Linked DNA regions of Triticum aestivum: region 2 is linked to region 1. Evidence: chromatin contacts called from public Hi-C data. All regions are on one chromosome and are shown on one strand. The core of a region is the stretch at or near the end of the contact, and the rest is flanking DNA. Distances in the headings are between cores, read along the strand shown.

Region 1 (4,821 bases), core at 1,258-3,757:
GGGGGGAAAGGAAAGGGGGGGGGGCGCCGCCCCCCTCCTTGTCCTATTCGGACTTGGGGGGGGGGGAGGGGCGTGCGGCTGGCCCTAGGCCTCCTCTCCTCTTCCTCCACTAGGCCCAATAAGGCCCATTAGGTCACCGAGGGGTTCCGGTAACCTCCCGGTACTCCGGTAAAATGCCGATTTCACCGGGAACACTTCCGATGTACAAACATAGGCTTCCAATATATCAATCTTTATGTCTCGACCATTTCGAGACTCCTCGTCATGTCCGTGATCACATCCGGGACTCCGAACAAACTTCGGTACATCAAAACTTATAAACTCATAATAAAACTGTCATCGTAATGTTAAGCGTGCGGACCCTACGGGTTCGAGAACTATGTAGACATGACCTAGAACTGTTTCTGGTCAATAACCAATAGCGGAACCTGGATGCTCATATTGGCTCCTACATATTCTACGAAGATCTTTATCGGTCAAACCGCATAACAACATACGTTGTTCCCTTTGTCATCGGTATGTTACTTGCCCGAGATTCGATCGTCGGTATCCAATACCTAGTTCAATCTCGTTACCGGCAAGTCTCTTTACTCATTACGTAATGCATCATTCCGTAACTAACTCATTAGCTACATTGCTTGTAAGGCTTATAGTGATGTGCATTACCGAGAGGGCCCAGAGATACCTCTCCGACAATCGGAGTGACAAAACCTAATCTCGAAATACGCCAACCCAACATGTACCTTTGGAGACACCTGTAGTACTCCTTTATAATCACCCAGTTACGTTGTGACGTTTGGTAGCACCCAAAGTGTTCCTCCGGTAAACGGGAGTTGCATAATCTCATAGTTATAGGAACATGTATAAGTCATGAAGAAAGCAATAGCAATATACTAAACGATCAAGTGCTAGGCTAACGGAATGGGTCATGTCAATCACATCATTCTCCTAATGATGTGATCCCGTTAATCAAATGACAACACATGTCTATGGTTAGGAAACATAACCATCTTTGATTAATGAGCTAGTCAAGTAGAGGCATACTAGTGACGTTATGTTGGTCTATGTATTCACACATATATTATGTTTTCGTTTAATACAATTCTAGCATGAATAATAAATATTTATCATGATATGAGGAAATAAATAATAACTTTATTATTGCCTCTAGGGCATATTTCCTTCAAAGGCATGGAACAATTTCATACCATTGCACATGTCCTCAACGCTCCCAAACCAAAGATCCAAAGATCTCATCCCCCGGTGCTAAACCAGCACAAGATTATATGCAAGAGTTTGCAAAATCTCTGTCATTTCATCACAGACACCAACTCTACATGAGGCCACACTAGAATTATATAAACCATGAGTGGTTTTAATGTGTTCGATCTTAGTATAAGAGTAGAAATTCTATGGGTCGATTCCAACAAGGTAGTTTAGGTCTAAGACCTCCTAATTGGTGCTTAAGCACCCAAAATCTAAAGTGGCACTAGCCGGATGCCAAGCGGGACCCAGCCTACCAATGTGAGCAGCTCGGTTCGCTTGGATCGTCCCAAGCTCGGTTTGACTTTTTGAGCGGTCGGCCATTGACTGCTGACCGTTCACCCTCAACCATTGACTTTTGAGAGAAAATCAGGGATTAAAAAATCATAAAATTTGAAAAAAGTTCATAGATTTGAAAAGTAATGATTTTTTATGTTAAATTTGAAGAACTACAGGGATTTGAAGAAAAAGTTCAGGAATTTGAAAAAAGTTTGTGGATTTGAAAAACATTCATGAATTGTTTGAGAAAAGTTCACTAATATGAAAAAGTTTGTGGACTTATAAATATGTTCTTGAATTGGAAAAACATTATTGAATTTGACAATTAATCACAAATTTGAAATTGTTCCTGGTTTACAAAAAAATCATGATTTCAAAAATGAATTGCGAGTTTGAAAAAGTTTGTGAATTTTGAAAAAAATACAAACCAGAAAAAAAAACTAGCTGGAATTAACTTCAGATTTGACAATAGTTCTATTTGTTCAACTTCTTTTTTCTTTTCAGTGTAAACTGTAATAAATGAGTATATTTTGATGATGTTATATGGGAAGAGGTATTTTACAACTGAAAATATCAAGACAATTTATTAGCAGTGCATCATTACTGCCTTATTAATACTATACAATTTGATACACATATGATCTACATTGAATCACGACCGAGTGAAAAAAGTGGCAACTCAGCAACATCTCACACAACATCGCAAATTCCATTAGCAACATGGAAAAAAAATTCACGACTACGCATCAACAGGGCGCGGTGTGCCGCCGCGCGGGTATAGCTAGTATATACCAGATCACGCGCTTTTTATTGCTCGCGCAGCAATGTGACACAATTTGCGAGTTCTAGGACCAAATTGAACATCGCCAACGACTAAGATGCAATTATCTCGCTCGCTTCACTGGGCCTGGGAAATAAGCGTATCGGCCTCATCATCTGGTTGGCCCAGGCCCGCTATGTCGTCACCCAGTACCGCAGTGGTGGCGACAGACCAGCAGACTCTAGAAAACGCAGGGTAAAGCGGCCTGGCGATGGCCACAGCGCGACTACTGCTCCGAAGCGCCTCCCTGCTCCCCCTCCGCCGCTCGCCCCTGCACTCGTCCGGCTTCCAGCCCCGAGCCGCCATGGCCTCCGATGCCGCCAGCCAGTTCCAGAAGATCCAGATCCAGCGCGAGGACACGGTCAGAACACATCCTTCCCTCCTCGAACCATCACTTGCTCTGTTATTGCGCGAGAGCGCGCATCGAGGGTTACACGGTAGGGTTTTTTCTTCTAGGTTTCCCCCTTACTTCTTCCACCCATCTAGTATTTTTCATCTTATTTGCACATTCTGAGTGGAATTAGGCCATTTAGAGTTTCTTAGATGTGGGGAAACGTTAGTACGATATGCAATGTCTTGTCTCCAAGTAGGTGCCCAGATTTATGTAGCGAATTGACCCTCTGTATAACCAGACAAATTTTCTGGATGCACTGCTCTCGAATTTCACCTCTTAGACACGGGCTAGCCTTTTTTTCTGTACCAAACCAAGCATGCCCGTAATCTTGGTGCTTTTGCTAAATATATCTTGCATCTTGCTGATAAACTGATGTGATGTTGTACTTCTTCAGACCTTTGATGTCTATGTTGTTGGCAAAGAAAATGCTCCTGGAGTCGTAGTGTTGCAAGAGTGGTGGGGTGTTGACTATGAGGTCAAGAATCATGCCATCCATATTTCCCAAATCGGCGATGGATACAGAGCACTTATTCCAGAGTATGTTGATACCATGTGCTCCTTGCTTTGCACCATTTGTTTTGTTAAAGATAAAGTATTATGGAACGGGTGCTTCTTGGAGTGCCACTACTTCCTCAGAATATTATGGCCCAGTCAAATGCTTTTTGTGTTTACATCTTTTTTATTTATTTATTTTCAGTTTGTACCGTGGGAAGGTTGCTTTGGAGGTAGCTGAGGCACAACATCTGATGGAAGGACTAGACTGGCAGGGTGCAATCAAGGATATTCAGGCTTCAGTTAAATGGCTGAAGGAAAATGGATCGCCCAAGGTAGTTTTTTTTATTTAAGTTTGTTTATGTTTCAAGATTTTCTCTGTAAGATTTCTTACTCGAATTGTGTTGTTTTGGGTAGCATGAAAACCATTATGATTAATAGAAGAGGTAGAGAGTGTGATGTCTTCTGCTTATTTGCCATCTGATCCTACGAATCAGCTAGGACTCGTTACTCTTTTGAAAGGAGAAATATGTTAATTGAGCCTCTTGTAGTAGTAAACTCCAGTGTCTTAAATCAATTGATCAGTAACAAAATATCAGTGAAAATGAAAGTGCTGCTGTCTTTATCCTTTTGGTAGATTTGTTGTGCTACCATGCAGGAAAATCTGACATGTGAGTGTACATTATGTTTGTTGGTTGCACAAGTCTTATTGCACGATTTTGACGGTTAACTACATTACTAAGATATACCTATTAGCTATCTAAGATGTCAGTTTCTGTAAAAAAAATCAGATTATGTCAGATGTGAGTGTATGAGTGGCAATTTTCATCGAAAAAGCATCATAAAATCAATTAATCGGTGAGAACCTTGGCCCTTCGGGCACTTCTTTCACACTTGACAAATTGTTATAAACTTTTATTAGTATGTACTTTGATCTGATCAGTGCTAACATGCCAAGCAGTTGTAAGCTTTGAATTTTCGGGAAGCATCAAAGAATCAATTAGTCGGTTAGAACCCTGGGGCACTTCTGTCACACTTGACATCTTGTTCTAAATTTTTGTTAGCATAGACATTCATCTGATATGAAGGGGAGCCTTGGCGCAGTGGTAAAGCTGCTGCCTTGTGACCATGAGGTCACGGGTTCAAGTCCTGGAAACAGCCTCTTGCAGAAATGTAGGGAAAGGCTGCGTACAATAGACCCAAAGTGGTCGGACCCTTCCCCAGACCCTGCGCAAGCGGGAGCTACATGCACTGGGGCTGCCCCTTTATAGACATTCATCTGATCAGTTCTAACGTGACAAATCAAATGGAGGTAATAGTAACAACAACAACAATAACAACAACAACAAAGCCTTTAGTCTCAAACAAGTTGGGGTAGGCTAGAGGTGAAACCCATAAGATCTCGCAACCAACTCATGGCTCTGGCACATGGATAGCAAGCTTCCACGCACCCCTGTCCATAGCTAGCTCTTTGGTGATACTCCAATCCTTCAGGTCTCTCTTAACGAACTCCTCCCATGTCAAATTCGGTCTACCCCGCCCTCTCTTGACATTCTCCGCACGCTTTAGCCGC
Region 2 (4,821 bases), core at 1,023-3,522, 220 kb after region 1:
CTTTTATCGCTATTAAAATGTTCAACGCCAACCATTAGCTTTCTCTTGATGCTTTTCTGCTGGTTAACAAATCTAACCCATTGATCAGGATCATCAATGTTCTCACACTTTAACTGCCAAAAGGAAAAATATTCACTTAATTCTTGCACTGGCTGCTGGCAGTGCTGAGGTAAATTACCAATCCTCTCTGCTATTGCCTGAATGACAGCAAGCAAACCATCCAAAGCAAGCAAATTTAATGTTGACAAGGTACTCTCCTCAGGGAATGCACTTTTGGACAGAACATTAACCAGGTCTTCAAGAACATTAGAGCACTGTAAATCACAATCCATATTTGTATACATCTCGACCATAAAATCTTTCTGCTGGCAAAAATCCACTAGAGTCTCCAGGGCAACTTCCTGCTGCTGGTAACTAGCTCCATATCTACTCTGGGTTAGCCTAAGGATCACACACGCAAAGAAAGCCTCAATTTGCAGCTTCAGTTCCCGACGTAAATGGTAGAAGAGTGTAAAAATAACACTGCATACGGTCGACAGAATCAAGGGGCTATCTGACAAGCCAAACTGCATTAGATTGCAGAACAGTTCATCTTGTACAAAAGCCAGTAGTTTTGGGTGTCTCTGTATGGACGAAGCTGACAGCTCAATAGCAGAATTGATCAACCCCAGAGCAAAGAGTGGTATATCCTCGTCAAAGTCAATTGGATTCATATTTGGGTCGACCTGACTGTCTTCTGCTATGTTCAACAGAGAGCACAAAAATTGCAATATTTCTACCATGCAAGGAACCCCAAACAGCTCCATCATGGCCTTGTCTTGCACAACACCAAATTCACATCCAACCTCATCCTGTGAGCTACTCAAGCACACAGAATCGCTCCCGTTCCCCATTTCGCTAGCACTTGAAGCTTCGTTCTTGCTACCAGCAATCTGCATAAAAACTGCTATCATGAGTGTAATGCATTTTAACTTTCTAATTGGTTTCTACTGGGACATATGAATACTCTTAGTTGTTAGTGCTAAAATGTTTCTTTCTAAAATAACTTGTAAAATACTCGACATTGACTAAAGGCCTGTAAAAGCTGAACTCGATATTTTTAACTGACAAGGAATGGAAAACTGAACTCAAATTACAACGTCAGATTAGGTGTACACGTTCATTCTTTTTGGTACTACTAAGACTTATACATTCATTCATTCACACTATCCTATATGAGCATCGCGAGTTAAATTATACTCCCTCCGTTCTAAAATAGATGACTCAACAATGTCGGTGTTCCCAGTGTGCAAGTATGCAAATAGCAACACAAAACTCGGATGGTTAGATAGAGGTGATCACACCTTGTGGTCTGCAACCGCGGTGGGATCAATGTCGGGCAGGCGGGCGAAGACACACCGGACCACCTCCTGCATGGTCTGCCGGGACACGCGCTGCAGCAGCTCCCCCTTGGCACCGGCCTGCTGCACGACGCGGAAGCAGGTGTTGACGATGTCGCAGACGTGGCGGTTGGAGAGCGCCGGCGCGGCGCGGCCGCGCACGCAGGCGAGCAGCACCTGCAGCGCCCTGGCCAGGACGGCCTCCTCCGACGCCGCGTCGGTGACCTCGAAGCGGCACCCCGCGACGGCCTCCACGACGGCGGACATGGCCTCGACAGCGTTCGGCGCGTCGGGGCCGACGAGGTCGAGGGAGAGCATCTTGTGGAGGGACGAGAGCGCGGCGCCCGTGGCGGGCGCGCCGGCCTCGTCGGAGCGGACGACGTCGAGGAAGGGGCCGAGGTAGAGGAGCGGCTCGACGTCCCGCCACCGGCGCGTGCCCCACGCCGCGGCCGCGCGGCGGAGGGACTTGAGGCCCGCGACGAGGGGGTGATCGAGGGGGTCGTCGTCGCCGCCGGCTGCCCAGCGGACGTTCCGGCGCATGATGGCGAGCACCGCGGCGACCTCCGACGTCACCACGCACGCCATGGCCGCGTGTGACGCGCTGGGCGACGGCGACTGCGGCGGCGGCGGTGCGCGCATGGATCTGTGTGAGTGCGCGCGGTGCCGCGGCGGGGGGTACAGAAGGAGGCTCAATTTGGTAAAGGGATCTGGGGAGGGGACGGTGATGCGTGATCGTGCAGTGTTGAAGTTTCCTTTTCTTTTCTTTGACGTTTACCCTTTTTCCAGGTCGAAGAAAGTGTACGTAGGAGTACTGAAATGCTCGCGTTTGTCTTCAGTCCAAGCTGTTGAGTTGACCAGTGATGCACACGTAGATGTGACGTTGACGCGTGGACTATGTGACTCGATCTATCTCTCCACTGTTCTCTTGTTCTCTCTACCGCAAGTGGCATCCCAACGCCGGCCTGTAAATTTCTCAGGTACATGTCAGTTTTTAGGCCAACTCCAGCGCACGATCCCAAATAAACATTTGTTTTGCCCGGATTCTGTCTGTTTGCGTAGGGCAATGGGGTCGTGTTCGGGCCTGTTTTGGGATGTGGCGGCCGTGCGCTCAACGCGCGGACGCATCCTTCGGCCCCATCCTGTCCTCATCGTTTTTCAAAGGCCAATATGTGAAAGCACGACCAAGTTCAGGCCAGCAGCCCCGGTTCACGCCGGCAACACAACCATACACGTCCTCGCGGCAACGCAGCCAGCGGCCCCAGTCCTCGCCGGCAACACAGTCAGCGGCCAGCAACAGAGCCAGCCTTCAAAATGAATAGTTTTATCGCTGGCAACAAAGCTAGCGGCTGGTAACACAGCCAGCCCTCAAAATGAATAGGTTTCTCACCGGCACACAGCCAGCGGCCGACACCCATGCCAGCCTCCAAAAGAACGGCCATGGCCGAACAGACGACCTAGTTCAAGCCGTCAGCATCGAACATCTCCTTCTGCCTGGCCTCGAACCAGCTCCTCATCTTCTCGCTCATCTTGCTCAAGTCCACGCTCATGATCGCTAGGGCCACCTCATTTGCTTTGGTTGCGGCGTCGGTGGCCTTGATGTCGAGTTGCCTCTGCCTGGCCGTGACGTTGGCGGCCTCGATGTCGAGCTGCCTTTGCCGGGACGCCTCCTCCATGTCGATCTTCCTCTTCTTGGCCGCCTCCTCCATCTCAAACTTCTTCCTTTGAAGCTCTAGGTATTGCTTCATTTGCTCGTCCTTGCTTTGTCGCTTTTTCTCGTCCCTCACATCCTTTTGAGACATCATGTCGTGCAAAGTCTCATGCAAGGCCATGGATGACGCATCACATATGTAGTCCACCTTGTAGTTGGTCTTGCCCCTCGGCCTCTTCAACGCCTCACCATCTCCACCTCCGGCAAACGCAGCCGCCTTCTTGCCTCTCTTCCTTTGAAGTTCACGGTATTGATCTTTGAACTTTGGGCAATTATGATGAGCGTCCAACAATGCGTAAGAGTGAATGGCTTGTCATTGTGCCGGGCCTTGAATGCTTCCAAAGATTGAAATGCCTACACCACATGATCAACAACAATTGAACATGCAAACATATATAAGGCCGAAGCCTCATGGCCGTAGCAACAAAAGAACTAGGATGAGGAGAGCATACCAAGTCCCAAATGCCGAGACCACTCACGGGCCGTGCTTCAATGCTCTCAAGTGTGGTACTTTGCACTCTTGTTGGATGAACAACCATCTCTTTTGAATCGAGGTGATGCCACGGTTACTCGAATTTGGTAGGGCTCAAACAGCTTCCTTTCATGGAATGTTTTGTGGACTCTCGTCCAAAAAACAAGGCCCTTTTGTTGCGCACCGGTCATCTGATCTTGGCTAATCTCCATCCAACATTGGCAAATCAACTTGTCCTCGTCTTATGAATATGAACCCGTGCGAATGCTCTTATTCCTCTTTTGTGCTTCCCTTTTTGGGTGATCTCGTCGATGAACAATGGCTCACCCCCAATATCAATATCAATGCCATCTTCTTAATCACCATCACCTTTGCAATGGATGTCATCGTCTTCATGCCACGAGTCAACATGGTCGTAGTCAGCATGGTCGTGGGCCTCTTCATCCGCAACGTACTGGGCGCGGCCATCCTGACTTTGGGTCTCATCGGGATAGTAGGCACCGCCATGCCCACCCTCGTAGATCACATGCTCCATCAACTGGTTGTAGAAGGGGTCGTCGACCGTTGGCATTGGTGTTGCCATTTCGTCGAACAGGACGCGGGGCGATGTCATGGTGCCCGTAAATGGTGGTCGTGCTTGCTTTCTTTGCATCTCGACGGCCGGCCGGCCGCCGCTGCTGGACCCCGGCGTGACGTTGAGGTCAATGATGGCCGAGGGGCGCGGGGTGGACGGCGCGATCACGCTAATGTCCGGCGACCCCGAAAAACGGGTCTGGCCATCGTGCCTTGGCGGGGGAAAGCCGGGCGACATAAGCGTGGTCCGCGACGTCGGCGACGAGCCATGCTGAGGCCTGGCGACCAACGAGCCTGTGCTCGCCGGGCCTACGGTCGCACAAGAGAAACCCGCCGGACGGTAAAGGCCAAGCATTATGAGGGCGTGCGCTTTGTTTATGATGGCCTCCTTCTCGTCGACCTCGGCCTTGCACCGCGCGGCCTCCATCGCATCGTGCTCGGTGGCGAACTTGGTTGCGACGGTCTTGCCCTTGACGATCGCCCTTTGGTTCCTCCTTCGTCGATTCCGTGTCCATCTTGGCGAGCTCCTCCGACGTGCATTCCGACCGTGGCTTCCTTGGACCCTTGGTGTAGGTGTACAAAAGTAGGGGCCTAGCTTTTGACTCCTTTACTTGTGCACGGACAGTTAGAGCAAGGCAGGGAAGGGAAGCCGGAGAAAAGCCAAAGCCACAGAGACAAGCAAAGCAAAC

Evidence for each region. A called contact is a pair of places that touch in the nucleus more often than the background predicts.
Region 2: a Hi-C map of leaf shows a contact between it and region 1, with 5 times the contacts expected there. The contact joins the promoter of LOC123068826 here to the promoter of LOC123068825 in region 1. A contact is called at or near these places in 2 of 5 Hi-C or Micro-C datasets (both in leaf).

What each region holds. Positions count from the first base shown.
Region 1 is chr3B:91,709,301-91,714,121 of IWGSC CS RefSeq v2.1, forward strand. LOC123068825 (protein usf) reads left to right here and starts at 2,508. Exons shown (of 5, transcript XM_044491503.1): 1 at 2,508-2,723; 2 at 3,151-3,293; 3 at 3,454-3,583. The coding sequence starts at 2,574.
Region 2 is chr3B:91,931,702-91,936,522 of IWGSC CS RefSeq v2.1, forward strand. LOC123068826 (ARF guanine-nucleotide exchange factor GNOM) reads right to left here and starts at 2,273. Exons shown (of 2, transcript XM_044491504.1): 1 at 1,344-2,273; 2 at 1-932. The coding sequence starts at 2,018.